Regions from separate parts of the Gossypium hirsutum genome. Here region 1 is linked to region 2. The links are chromatin contacts, called in public Hi-C maps. All regions are on one chromosome and are shown on one strand. Each heading gives the region's core, a stretch centred on a gene start, on an enhancer-like site or on the middle of the called end of the contact. The rest is flanking DNA. Distances are from core to core; before and after follow the strand shown. Region 1 has its middle 22 kb from the start of LOC107890213. Region 2 holds the start of LOC107890212 (18.1 kDa class I heat shock protein).

Region 1 (7,119 bases), core at 1,645-4,144, 37 kb before region 2:
TTTAGTTTCAAGGGCCCAGAGTCCAGTACCCTAACAATAAGTATTGGATCGTAACAAGTTAGTAGCTAAAATACTACAGTTCTAGGCTTGGGTCCTGATACCTAGCCTTTGGACAAGCCCCTTTGCACTGTTTTAGTCGTTTTGAGCTCTCCGATTGCCTGTGGAAAGTTTTTAGACGATTCGAAGATTATTTTAAGGCATTCAAAATGATTTGTATCATATTTTATGATTTTATTTAAATTGTTCTTAATTTTACGTTATAATAAATTTCCCATTTTCCTCAATCTGGATGACCTCATTTTAACCCAAAGAACATCGTACACTTGTTTTATGATTGGGAAAAGTTCCTATTGATATTTGATGGCCCAAATCGGTTTTTAATCATATTGAATTTTTCAAAACTTGGTTAATTTGTTTTAAGGAATACTAATATATTGTGAAACAAATATAAAAGAAAATTATTGATTTAAGTTTGAAAGTGCAGCTCCCACGTGTACTTTATGTCAAGACGGGTGAGAGGTTTTATAAATGAAGAGTGAATTATGTATTTTGTTATCAACCAGGGTATTTATAATATTTTTCTAAAGTCTATTTATAGACATAAATATAAATAATATAAAATTCTATTTCTAATAAACATTAGAATCCTAAAATACATCAAATTTCTTATCCTAATGTACATCACTCATATTACTATTTGTTAATTAAAAATTTGACAATTATAATTAAAGTACTACATTTTCAAAGAAAAATTTAAAACTATTTATCTTTACAAATATGTTTTCAAATTTTTTTCCAAGAAAATTTTAAAATTTAAAAACTATATAAACAAGTATTTGAAAGATTATAAAAATAATTATATTGTGTGTTAATTTTAAGCGGTTCTATATATTATTTAAACAAAAATTATGTTTCAAAAATTTAAGCTAATATTTATTTAAAATTATATTTTTAAAATTATAAAATAATTAAATATATTTTAATTGATATACATAATCAATCAATCGTGAATCATATGAACATGCAAATTAGTATTTATCTATAACCATATATAAAACTAGTATACATAGATTTATTGTAGATGTAAGGACTTGGGCTTTTGACACCTGGCCTCTTCTTTTTCTTTGGGTTATGGGTTGTGGGAGGTTAGGGTGGGGAAAGAAACAGGAGAGAAAGAAGAGAAAGAAAGAAAAAGAAAATTGAAAAGAAAAAATTTGTGTTATTTTCAAATATGTTTAAAATATTATAAATTTATTATTTTAAATATATATTATGCATTAATAATTTATATTTTTTGTCCTAATCATTCCATTCATATTTTTTATTTTATTTTATATATTACTTTGTAATTATTTATCTTATATTATATTTATATCATGCATTAATTATTTAATTTTGAGTTTAGTATACCATCATGATTCAATTTGAAGAAAAAATATATGTTTGTGTTCATGATCTATAATGATTTTATTTTTAATTATTTAAGTAATTTATCTTAGTAATAAATTATTTTAATTTTAAAACTAAAATTTTGTTTAAATGGATTAGTGCATGCATTCAACATCATGTCATGTTTTAACTCTATCACAATAATTTTTGTAGACAGATTTTTGAATTTTTAAATTAATATAATGGTTTAATTGCAGTTTAACTCCCCTAAGATGGTAAAATTAAGTTTAATCTTTTAATTTTTTAAAAATAATATATTAATATAATAATAAAATTATACTTTTAACTCCTTAAAAATATAATTTAATTTTCCCCTAAAATAAATTCTTGGCTGTCACTGTTGGTTACATTGAACCTTTGTCAATCCCAAATTATGTCATATTTTGCATAAGGCTTAACTACAAAGTTAGCACTCAAACTATACAACTTTTCTTACTTAACTAGTTAAAGTTTTTTTTTTTGTTTTTTTAGTCAAGAAGGGTATTTTAACCATTAATTTCGTCTCATTCTATCTAAAAACATATCACACCTAATAAAAATATGACACACATCACACTCTTAAATTAAAATGAGACAAAACAAATAATTTAGGTGCCATTATTGACCAAAAAGAAGTTTAGATTCCTACGTAAAGGTAGTATAATTTGAGGCTCAATTTTACATTTAAACCTTTGCATAATGTATTAATTTTAAATTATATACATAAAATACTAAAATATAAAATATTTAAACAAGACATATTTATATATTTCCTTAAAAAAAGCCTTATTTAATAAAATTAAATTAATTTTTGTAATTAATTATTTAAATCCCAATTTAGTGGGAGTATAAAATCTACTTTAGGTTTTATTTAGTAGAGTAGAAAAAAATTTGAAAAGATCGAAAACTTGAAAAGGTAAAAAAATAGAAAGATGAAAAATATAAATTTTCTCTTCATAGGTGTGCTTGATAGAAAAGATAGAAAAATTATTCATTAATAGAGTTAAAAAAATGAAAGGAAAAAAATTAAAATATTTGAAAAACACATAATTTTGAATTGACATACATCTCTCTCTCATTTCATCATTCCGGTATAGAAGAATTAGTTTTTATGTATTAAGATGAAAAATAATCAACTCTCCTACTTTTTTTTCTTACCAAATAAATTTAAAATTTATTAATTTTTTTACTTTTTAACCCCTCTTTCCATCCTTCCGCTTTTCTACTCAACCAAATACATTTTAAAAGGATTATAATTCTGATCAAAATCCAAATATGGTTCGAATAAGGTCGTCGGCTAAGAAAAGACTTTAAAAAGATGAAAGCTCTTGCAGTTAGAGGTTAATTTGATTCTCTTGGTGTTGTCTCTTGAACTCTTTCTTCATTGGCGCAAGATGAGATGGGAAGAGACCAACCAGCATAGAATTCGGGTTAGGTATAGGCGAAAAAAGCCTAGGCTTTGTCTCATTAATGGGCTCTCAAAAGGGGCAATTAGAAAAGCATTTAGCCCAAGCCTGATCATGCAAATCCACTGTAAAGGTACCCAAAGAAATGGAGCCCATAGCATTTCCATAGGGTAATTTGCAGTTCAGACTACTTAATTTAACATCAAATTTCATATATACTTTTTAATTTTATTGTTGGTTGAAATTCTATTATTGAAAAATGCGATCGTATGTATATATTAACTTCTATTATTATATAGTATGCATGCGTATTTTTCTTTAATATTCTTTCCTCGTATCAAAAATTCGAATTTATGTTGTTTGTTTGAATGCATAATGTGTTTTTTTCATACACTTAGCATTTGTTGATATAATATATATGTATGCATGCTAAGGTAACTTTAGCTTTAAAATTATTTAACGAAGTTAGCATAAATGATTTAATTTGTTAATTATACAAGTTCGAAGATATAGTTTGATGAAGTTAAAATCTTACTATATATTTATATAAAACTTTATATGTTAAAAGTTGATAACCTATAAATTGCCCTTTATACATACATACATACATACATACATACATACATACATACATACATACATACATACATACATACATATTATATTAATCTTTTGTAGTTTCAACTTTCAAGGGAAAATCTTTATACACTCTTAATCTTATTATTGATACATAGCATTTATGTACAGATATCACATGAAATTTTTGGAAAAAATCTTTTAAGTTTATTCTAAATAAAAGATGGAATATTTGTTCATCAATATGTGATCTTTGTTTTTTCTTTATTTAAAAAAAAAACTGAATTCTTAGTTGGATCTATGAAAGAAAAATATTCTCTTCTGAATTTACTAAACATCTTAGCTAGCTGAGCTCTATATTCCATATAGAGAAGGTTCTCACGTCTCAGGGTCATTAATTATTGTATATAATTCCTGGTTTTTCTGGCTATAAGGAAGAAATATATTATACTCTCTCTATATATATATGTATAGGATTTAAAAAATCTCTCTCTAAAAAGAACAAAAGCGTCAATAATTAATGAAGAAGACAATGGACCATATATATTTCAAATATTATTCTACTTGTGATTAAGAAGAAGAAAACAAGAATGAAATGATATCTATTCATGCATGCATGTTTCTAGGATTTATAAAGACAATGCAACTCTGTGATTGATTTGAAAGATTGAAATCAGTTTCCATGCGCATAAAATCTCAGGCTTGGGAATGCCAACAAGAAGCATATCTTATGGGAGGTGTGAGAGTATCTTCCTTGTGCTTTTCCTTTTCCCTTTCTATGGGCATGCCTTCCTATCTTCACAAGTTTCTAGCTAAAGGTAACCCGTTCTTTACTATTATATCATCTCTTGGGGATAATAGTATATATATATATGAAATGTAATTATTTATAGAGTAAATTATACTAGTAGTCACTTAACTATTAATTAGTATTTTTCTTTGATAATTAAATTATAAAAAGTTATAAAATAATCATTCAACTATTTAATTTTTTTTATCACCAGCTAGCTAACGTAAAAAAAATAATCCAAAAATCCATAATAGTTAGGTTATTAAAAAAGACAAAATTGAATAATTGAGTAATTATTTTGTAACTTTTCGTAGTTGAGTGATTAAAAAAATATTAATAGTTGTGTGCTCATTTTGTAACTTTTCATAATTTAATGACAAATTTTTTTTACTAACAATTAGAGGATAAATTTTTTACTAATAATTAGAGGACTATTAATATAATTATTATATTAAAAAAAAGAGAAAATTAAAAGTAGGAAAATGGGTTGACACTAATAAATATTAATATTCAAACTCAAGTGCATATCATGGTAAAAATAATGGCATGAAAATTCACCCAAAAAAAATAATGGCATGAAACAATTAAACAATCTTTACCATAAATATAATCATAAATGTCAAATGTTTGTAGCAATCAACAATTTTTAGATCTAGAAATATCATTCTACGAATTGTCACAAATTTTTTCTATAATCAATTATTACATTCATATAACACTCTATTTTATAATTATAATAAAACATATTTTAATCCGACCCAAAATTTTTTTCCTTATACACATTTTTAAAGACCCTCTTGGTGGCATCAGCTCTCTAGACAATCTTGCTTTTTATTTTTTCTTTTTCACCATAGAGTCTTCCTCCTCCCTACTCTAATCATCTATACTAAAGAAAAAAAAAGGATGAACTGACTAACGGAACAACCAACTAAATCTTGTACCAACACACTCAACAACAACAAATTAAATGGTTGCACTTGAATATAGATTCTATTATTATATAATTAAATCACCAAGTTTAATAAATATGACCAAGTATAGACGTATCCATTTACCTAAGCGAACTTAAATTTACTTTATTTTGAACATATTTTGATTTAATCTTCTATTGTTAAAACTTTTTTTTCCTTTTGTTATTAAGTTTTAATAAATTTTAGGAATTTTTGGGTATAATAATAAGATTCATGCATGGAAAATATGAGGAATATATGTCTTTGAAATAGAGGGCCCATCACACATGCACATTCAGGTTTTAGCCCCTGTATTCGGTCGTTGGTCGTGGCTAACCACCACCTATGTTATTATGTGTCTATGTCTCTTTCTTGCTATACATGTGGGGGTGTTGTTGATACTTAATCATGTTATAAAATAATTGATTGGACCTTCAATTTTACAAAAAATAAAAAAATAAAAAATTCAGATTTGATATAATAATTGTTAATCACTACAATAATCAAAGTATTGTGGTGCATTCATCAAATATTCTTTTATAAGCTTTGAGTTACATTATTTCAAATTTGGGAGACACTAAAAAAAATTATCAAGTTTTAAGGAATCTTGTGTCAAAAATGGGATGTTTATCCCTTGATTTAATGAGAGTTGAGACTTTTAAGTGTGAGAGAAAGGAGAGAATCACCATATCCCCCACATGGCTTTTTTTTTTTAACATTTAGTCATATATAGATGATGTGATATCATCACGCCTTAAAAAAAATCTAATTTAAGGTCAAATTTGAAAAAATTGTTAAATTTAAGGATTAAATTGATAAAATTTATCAAATTTAAGAATTAAATATTACTTTATCTCTTTATAGTATTACATCTCAAATATTTGCTTTTTTTTTTTTGAGTGTGAAATTTAAGTTAATTCATTTATTGAGAAAATAGCATTTAACAAATATTTTTATTTAACGTGTCCATTGCCTTTGAGCTATAGCCAATAACTAACACCAATAAAAAAAATTATGTTTAAAAAAAGTTTTGACTTCAATATTATTTTAATAAAACTTTCTCTTATTTTAAGTCAAATATTGTTGTTCTTTTTACCAAAAATAATTGCTAGTCCCTAACAATTCATACAGAAAGTACCCCAAAGACATGTCAAAAGACAAGACAAGACCCACCAAACTAACCTAACTAAACCATTAAAAACATGTCACAAAGTCAAGGCAAACATTTTCGTATCCTTCCATCAGATTCTTGAGGTCTTCCACTGATACTACTGATATTAACATGTTTAGATTCATATTTATTGCTATTTTTTAAAATATTTGGTATATCTATATAAAAATATTTATAAATATTAAATATTTCAAATATAAAATGTTCATAAATTGTATAAAATATTTTTAATAAATTTTATAAATACAATTCATTATTAAACAAACTCAAAATAAATAAATAAAAATTATTTTATAAACTAAACAATAAATTATCTCATACTATGCATATAACGATCTATACTTCAACCATTTCAAAATAAATAATAAAACTTATTGTTTTTATTGGGGAAAGTTCATATTAAATTTATTTGGGTAAGACTGGGAGGTTAAGATAAATTGAGCTTAAACCATTGTTTGTATCATGAGATTTAGTATTGGAATTCTTCTCTGGATAATGTCTCATAGATTTAGTTTAAGCTTGAATTACATTAACAACTTTCTCTATTCTATTTTCCCATTATCTCTACATTTATCTATTTGTGTGACAAAAGATGTGCCTATTTTGTTAGAATTGTAAAACAAAGTCTGATATATAACTTATGTAACACCCCACACTTGGTGTGGACGTTATAGCTGAATCCTGAAGAATTACATTAACTTATTTGAAAACTCAAAATTGAATTTGAAATCATGTGGCAAATCAGTGTTAACTTTGATATATCGTTTTCCAATTTTAGGGAAAAAAACCTTGTTAAAA
Region 2 (6,737 bases), core at 3,113-5,612:
TAGATCGAGATATTTGGATTTCAAGTTGGTTATGTTAAAAGTTTCGGCTACGTGAGAACATAGCTTAGGCTTATGTTTTTCATTGCTTGTGGTGAGTCCTTAGCTGATTTTTGAATGTATTGTTGTGTGAATTATTATGTTGAAGCTTTATATTTGTTAGGACATTTTATGAGTAGAGATAAAGACAAGGAAAAGTTAGTTTGATCTTTCGACTTTTCAGTGAAAATGTATGGGTGTGTGTTTGGAATAATTGTTACGTTATTTGGGAATTTAGTACTAGCCTAAACCCCTACTCTAAATTTCGAGTGTAAGCTTTCTCATACTTATGTTTATCTTGTGAATTAAGTACTTATGTGAATGTGAACATGCGAATGGGGATGAGATGCTATAACATGTAATATGTGGTTATGATAACTGTTGTGAAAGTGCAAATGTGTACATGTTATGTATATGTTAAATGATAGTGACAATGTTTTGCTAAAAATGCAAAGATGTAGTGATAGTGCATGAATAATCGGTAAGTGATATGTGTTTCTTTCGGATATTTTAGCCTTGTGATTTTGAAACCGTTGAATATAGTTGGCATGTCATAGGATTGTGAGTACTCACCTATATGTAAATGATTTTGGGCATTGAGGCCTGACACATGTTGGAGGGATAAAGGAATGCGAGCTAAGCTCCATTCAATGGGACATGTGAGGGGAAGTAAGGAGAGTGTTAGCTTTATGGTTCACTTTAGGGACATGTTTGACCCTATGAGTCTATGTGGTGTGTTGGAGATCTGTGTATCTGATGAGTGATGATAGAGTTCACTTTTATACTTCATAGCTCAAGTGTCAAATTATCTTAAATTATGAATATGTGTGTGTTGTGATATGTGTTTATATGACTTGTGACCATTATGCAATTTATCTATAAACATGATTTTGAGTATTGTGATATATGCTTAAACGTTATGTGATTATATGAGTATTATGATATATGCTTGAATGTTACGTGATTATATGTGTAATATGATATATATGCTTAAAAGTGAATATGATTACCATGTAAATAACTAGTAATAATGCATGAGTAAGTATACTATGATACTAGAGTTGGAACTATTGAGGTTGTGTTATATGGTTGTTTCATTGATGCTTGATGAATTGTTTGTATGGTAGTTGTTCTAGGCATTCACTAAGCTTGTTAAGCTCACCCACTCCCTTCTTAAACCATTACAGATTAGTAGTGTGCTGGTGTGAGCAGTGTGGTTCCGAGGGGTGATCCAAGCAAGCCCTTTTTCCATTATTTCATAGGTGTTATTGTAATTTGTTTTCATTTTGTGAATCAGGCAATGCGATAGACTTTAAATGGTAATTGTCATAATGTTTTGGAAGTTCCATAGCTTAATTGCTTTTAAGATTTTGACAATTGAATCGTATTATATCGATTATCATTTGAACTTATACTCGATGTTTGAAGCTGTGATTATAGTGGTTTTGGCGTTTATTTGATATGGTAAAAGATGCATGTTGAATATATTCGTGTTAGAATGGTTTATAGGCTTAAATATGCTAAATTTTTACTATCTAGAGTAGAGGTATCGATATTCGGGTTTCAAAAATGATACATCTGTGATTTTCAAATGCATAGGAAGTTAGAATTGTAAATTGGTATTGATACCTTATCACGAGTATCGATACTCGGGGTGATTTTATCGATACTTTTTCAATTTTACAAATATTTTTCAAGTTTTGATTTTTGGACGAGAAATAGAATACTGATTTGGTACCAATTTTACAAACGGTATCGATATCGTACTAGGAAAATATCGACACCCTTATCCTAGTATCAATACTTACGTGATTGTCTTGAAAATTTTGCTAAGTGGTCCTAATGCTTGTTCAATTATTGCTATAAGTTTATTTAAAGTATGTTTACCATGTTCTAATGGTGATTGATATATGTTTGACTAAAAAATTATAAGATCACTGATAAAGAGAATGATTTATGAATAATGTGATAATTTACTATAAGTATGACATGAGACGATGGTGTGACATCCTGATATTTAGGCTTGGCGACTAAGCCGAGTGTAGGGTGTTACAAAAATCCTATCACATATGTATGCGTGTGAAAACCACAAATATAGAACACAAATGTGTATTTAAAAATAATATAAGTAATAATGCATGCATAATTAAAATTAAAATATATCAAAATATCAAAATAAAGTTTAAGCTAAATGGTAAATTAAAGGTTTTACCGATCTAATTGGTTTGAGTTCAAAACCCATTATATGCATATTTTCATTTGTTTTTTTAATGAAAAAGACTAAAATGCCTTCAAATAATATAACTTATTTTAATAACGAAATGAAATTTCCTTAATTTAACAACTGAGTTGATGACCCAGTTGAGGGTGACACAAACTCAGTAAAACACTTAAATAATAGTAAGTATAGATATACAATTGATAGAAGTAATAAAGTGTGCATAATTAAAATTAAAATGTATAAAAAATCAAAATAAAGTTTTAGTTGAGTGATTAATTAAAGGTTTTATTAATGTAATTTGTTTGAGTTTAAATAACATCATATGCATATTTTTATTAGTTTTTTAAATGAAAAATACTAATGTACCCTAAAAGATTATAACTTATTTTAATTATAAAATAGCATTTTCATAATTTAACAACTGAATTAGTGACCTGGTTAAGGGTGTCACCAACTCAATAAAACACTTAAAATAATAGTATAGATTAATAGTATAACTAGTTGATAAAGAATTATACTTGCTAAAAACATATTAGTTTATATATTTCTTTTCTCTTCTATATACAACAATTTTATAACAATTTTATATTATTAATTTCCAATTTTAAATTATTTAAGATGATTAGACTTAGTTCAACCAAAAACAAAATTTTGAACTTTTCCAATTTTTTATTCAATTTTTTACCATGATTTTGGGTTGATTTAGACATGATCATGAGTCAAATTGAGTCAAGTTTAAGTTAGATCAATGAAAAATTTTAAGTCCAGGCTCTGTCTAGAAAATGGATCTAATTTTTTTCCGAGTCTGACATAAATTAAAAATGCTAAAACAAGCTTGACTTGACTCGTCTATATTAATTTTTTTAGATTATTATTTTTATATAAAAACAAGTTTAAAAAAATATAATACATAAAATACACTAAGAACATTAAAATAAATATTTCTCAACAAAATAGAAAATGAATTAACCAAAATCTTTATACTTAAATAATACTAATACTCCTTCCAAAAAAATAATAGTAATATATTTACAACTTAGCAAGTAAATATCTCTAAAATAGTAATAAAATTAACAATAAAATAAAATTTATACAATATCCAAATAGTAACAAAAAAATGATAACAAATTAGCAACGAAATGGCAACAAAATATCATCGAAATAACAACAAAACAATTGATTCAACCTGAGTCAAAAAATCCTACTTAAGACCTAACTTATTTAAGAAAACAAGTTTTATTTTTCGTTCAAACTCACTTTTCAAATCTATATTTTTACTCAAGTATTCTTACTTTTCGAATGAGATTTTTGTGTATGTCCCATTATCTTCAAGTTATCTTATATGTATTTTATTTCAAAGGTTTTTTCTCAGTGATTTACTGAGAATTTTGGCTTGAGTTAAGTTCTAAGAACAAGGCGTTCTCAAAAGAAACCAGTAAACATTTTATTCATAACTTTACATGCATGTATTACATGCCAGAAGCATACACATTACATGAAAATGCAGCAACAACAACACACATGAAACACACCAAAGAAAACACTGAAACAAACATGAAAATTTTCTCAAATCTCTTCCACTCAACACTTGATCTCCTCAATCTCAATCATTTTCTTCTCTGGTTTCTTCACTTCTTGTTTGGGGACAGTCGCCACAAGCACACCATCCTCCATTGATGCCTTAACTCCATCGGTCTTCACATTCTCCGGCAACCAAAAACTCCTCCGGAACTCGCCTCTGCAACGCTCAACTCTATGCCACTTAACATTTTTATCATCTTTATCCTCCTTCCTTTCTCCATATATTTTGAGCACCCTTTCATCATCAATCTCAACGTTCACTTCCTTTTTGTTGAGCCCCGGAAGATCAGATATGAACACATGGGCCTCTGGGGTTTCTTTCCAATCTGTTGGGGTGTTAAGGACTGGACATTTGTTGACCATTGAAAGGAAAGGGTCGTATATTTCATCGCCAAATAATTGGGAGATGAGAGCCATCTTTCTTCTGGATTCTATGAAATGGGAATACAGTAATGATGAATATAATGTACAAATGGAACTTATCATATATAAAGGATGAATAAGCTGTCTCTTGAACTTTCTTGATTTTTACTATGAAACTAATAGTTTCATATGTTCTTCTACGATCTTCTGTCGTTATAATTTCTTGCATTTTAATCACTAAAGAAGTTAGGTTGTCGACAAGTATTATTTTAACATTATCTAATACAAGTTCCAGAAGTTTATGGATAAATTAATTGCGTAAGCATCTGTCATTGTTCCGAGAGATGTTCCAGAAAATGGAAATGAAGCAGGCCCAAGCCCTAATGGATGTCAGTTTCTGACCTCGAAAAGCCTGTAATGTCCTCTTTGGGCCCATGGTTTTGTTGCTTGGGCCAAATTGCTCGTAATTAAAGAAAATCTATAACTGACATACATTCAAATTAACTCTTTCGAAAAAGTGGCGAGTGATTTTTTTAATTAATTATTTAATTTTATTAATGTATTTTTTATTTAACTTCTTTTTAGATTAATTAATTATATTAAATTCAGTCAAAAAATTTTAAATGATAATTACCTTTTGAGTAAAAAATTTCTAAAAGTGGGTATGGGTTGAATGTCATTTGTTTTTAGAATATAATAAAAAAAGTGAGTATTTAGCACAGTGTACTATTTTTATTATATAAATAATATTAAAAAATTATCATGACTCTCTCTTTTTTAAATATTTATTTTTTAATATTTTATTATATCTCTATAGTGGTCAAATTTCAAGTCGAATCTCTCTACTAGAATCGCACTTGAAATTTAATCTTTATTTTAATTTGACATATTTTGTATTCTATTTTTTTAATAACATTAGTTTATTTATATTTTTTTTATCCACAACAATTTTAGTTAAAATGTTGAGGTTGAATTTTTATTTTTTTTGAAAAGTACACATTTTTAACTTATCATATAGAGATAACTTTTTTGTGGGTTAAAACTGTATTTTCTAAGAAAAATTATGTATCTACGAATAAAATCGGTTCCCTAGGCTTTTCTCCATGATACATATACAACTATTTTATTTTTATTCTTTTAATATAAAATAATAGTCAAAGTATATTTTATTCTTTTATTGTACTCATATTTGAGATTTAATATTTATGTTTTAATTTGACATAATTTGGTTCTCTACTTTTGCAGTGATATCAGCCAGTCCAAATAGTTAAACATATAATTTTTTTAAAAAAGTAACCTCCTAACAATTAAAAGGAAAATCTATTTTAGCATGATTATTTGAAAAGTTTTAGGCTCCGTTTGTTTACCTGTAAAAGCTTTTTTGTAAAAGCTTTTCAGCCTTTTCCAATGTTTGTTTGGCTGAAAATAATTTTCTACGGTAAAACATTATACAAAACACGGGAAAAGGAGGTCTTTTTTGGGGAAAATGTCTTACCCTTTTTATTTCGGTAAGATATTTTCCGAAGTTTTTCCTCTTCACATCCCAGCATCAGAACTTGCTAAACGCTCTCTCCTTCTCCTTCCCTTCCCTTCATTGCGTCCCCTGCCTAGGATTCATCTTTGTATCAAAAACAGCTAGCAGTAGTTTTGTTGACAAAAAGAAAAAGGCCCTAGCCATTTCTAGTCTTTTCAAAAATGAAACTCTCAACAATTTGGTGATTTTTCTCTTCAATTTTTTCGTCTACTTCCCTTCAACGATTTGCCATTTCAAGTGAAATTAGTCGATTTAAGTTCAAAACTCAATTGTCAAAATAGGCTGTGAGACAATTAACTATGGGAAATAATAAGAAATTTAGAACCGTTTTGGAATTATATGGCTTGTTTGCTTGCTTCTGAGCAAAATGTATTAACATTTTTGTTTTCATATATTCTTTTTTCCCTCTGGTTGTTCCCCGATAATAATTGAAAAGAAAGCTTTTCGAATTGATGTGAGATTAAAGTAGGTAGTTTTAATTAAGTCCTAGACTTCAATAGATCTATTAAGTCAGCAATTCGGTTTGTTTGTATTTTTTTAAATGAATTTTATTCTTTGTGGAATTGATTAGATGGGATCCTGATCAGGTTCAATTTGTGATGGAGTTAATGGTTTTGTGTAACACCCCGAAAATTTATACAGTAAGATATTACTCTTAATATAGTAAAATAAGGAAATAAAGTGACAACAAAAGGAAAATTGAGTTATGTCAGTGGGAAGTATATTATGACATATTGATTCAAGAAAGGACTAAATTGTAGAAGTGAGAAAAGTTTTGGGGCCCAAAAGTAAATACTCAAAATTTGAGGGATTAAAGTGTAAATATAAAAATTTGAAGGGCTAATAGTGAAAATATTTTAAGGGTGGAAGGATCTAGAAACCAAGGAAAATTTGATGAATTAGGACCAAATTGAATAGGTGAAGAATTATGAGGGACTAAATTGTAATTTTACCAAAATTAAGTGATGACTCAATAATGGAATTTCAAAAGATCACAAAGGG

Evidence for each region. Hi-C and Micro-C count contacts between places; a contact is called where the count stands out from the background.
Region 1: a contact with region 2 is called in a Hi-C map of leaf, with 4 times the contacts expected there. The contact joins the enhancer-like site here to the promoter of LOC107890212 in region 2. A contact is called at or near these places in 6 of 34 Hi-C or Micro-C datasets (fibers, hypocotyl, leaf and 1 more).

Annotation. Positions count from the first base shown.
Region 1 is chrA09:13,253,121-13,260,239 of Gossypium_hirsutum_v2.1, reverse strand. No RefSeq gene overlaps it. Among protein-coding and RNA genes, the nearest start is that of LOC107890213, 22 kb to the right of the region's middle. Within about 2 kb of position 2,894, at least 1 of the 9 cell types and tissues checked has an H3K27ac peak or open chromatin away from gene starts, as enhancers often do. A contact at or near this core is called in leaf, where this site is marked.
Region 2 is chrA09:13,218,053-13,224,789 of Gossypium_hirsutum_v2.1, reverse strand. LOC107890212 (18.1 kDa class I heat shock protein) reads right to left here and starts at 4,362. Exons shown (of 1, transcript XM_016814702.2): 1 at 3,680-4,362. The coding sequence starts at 4,324. The coding sequence ends at 3,839.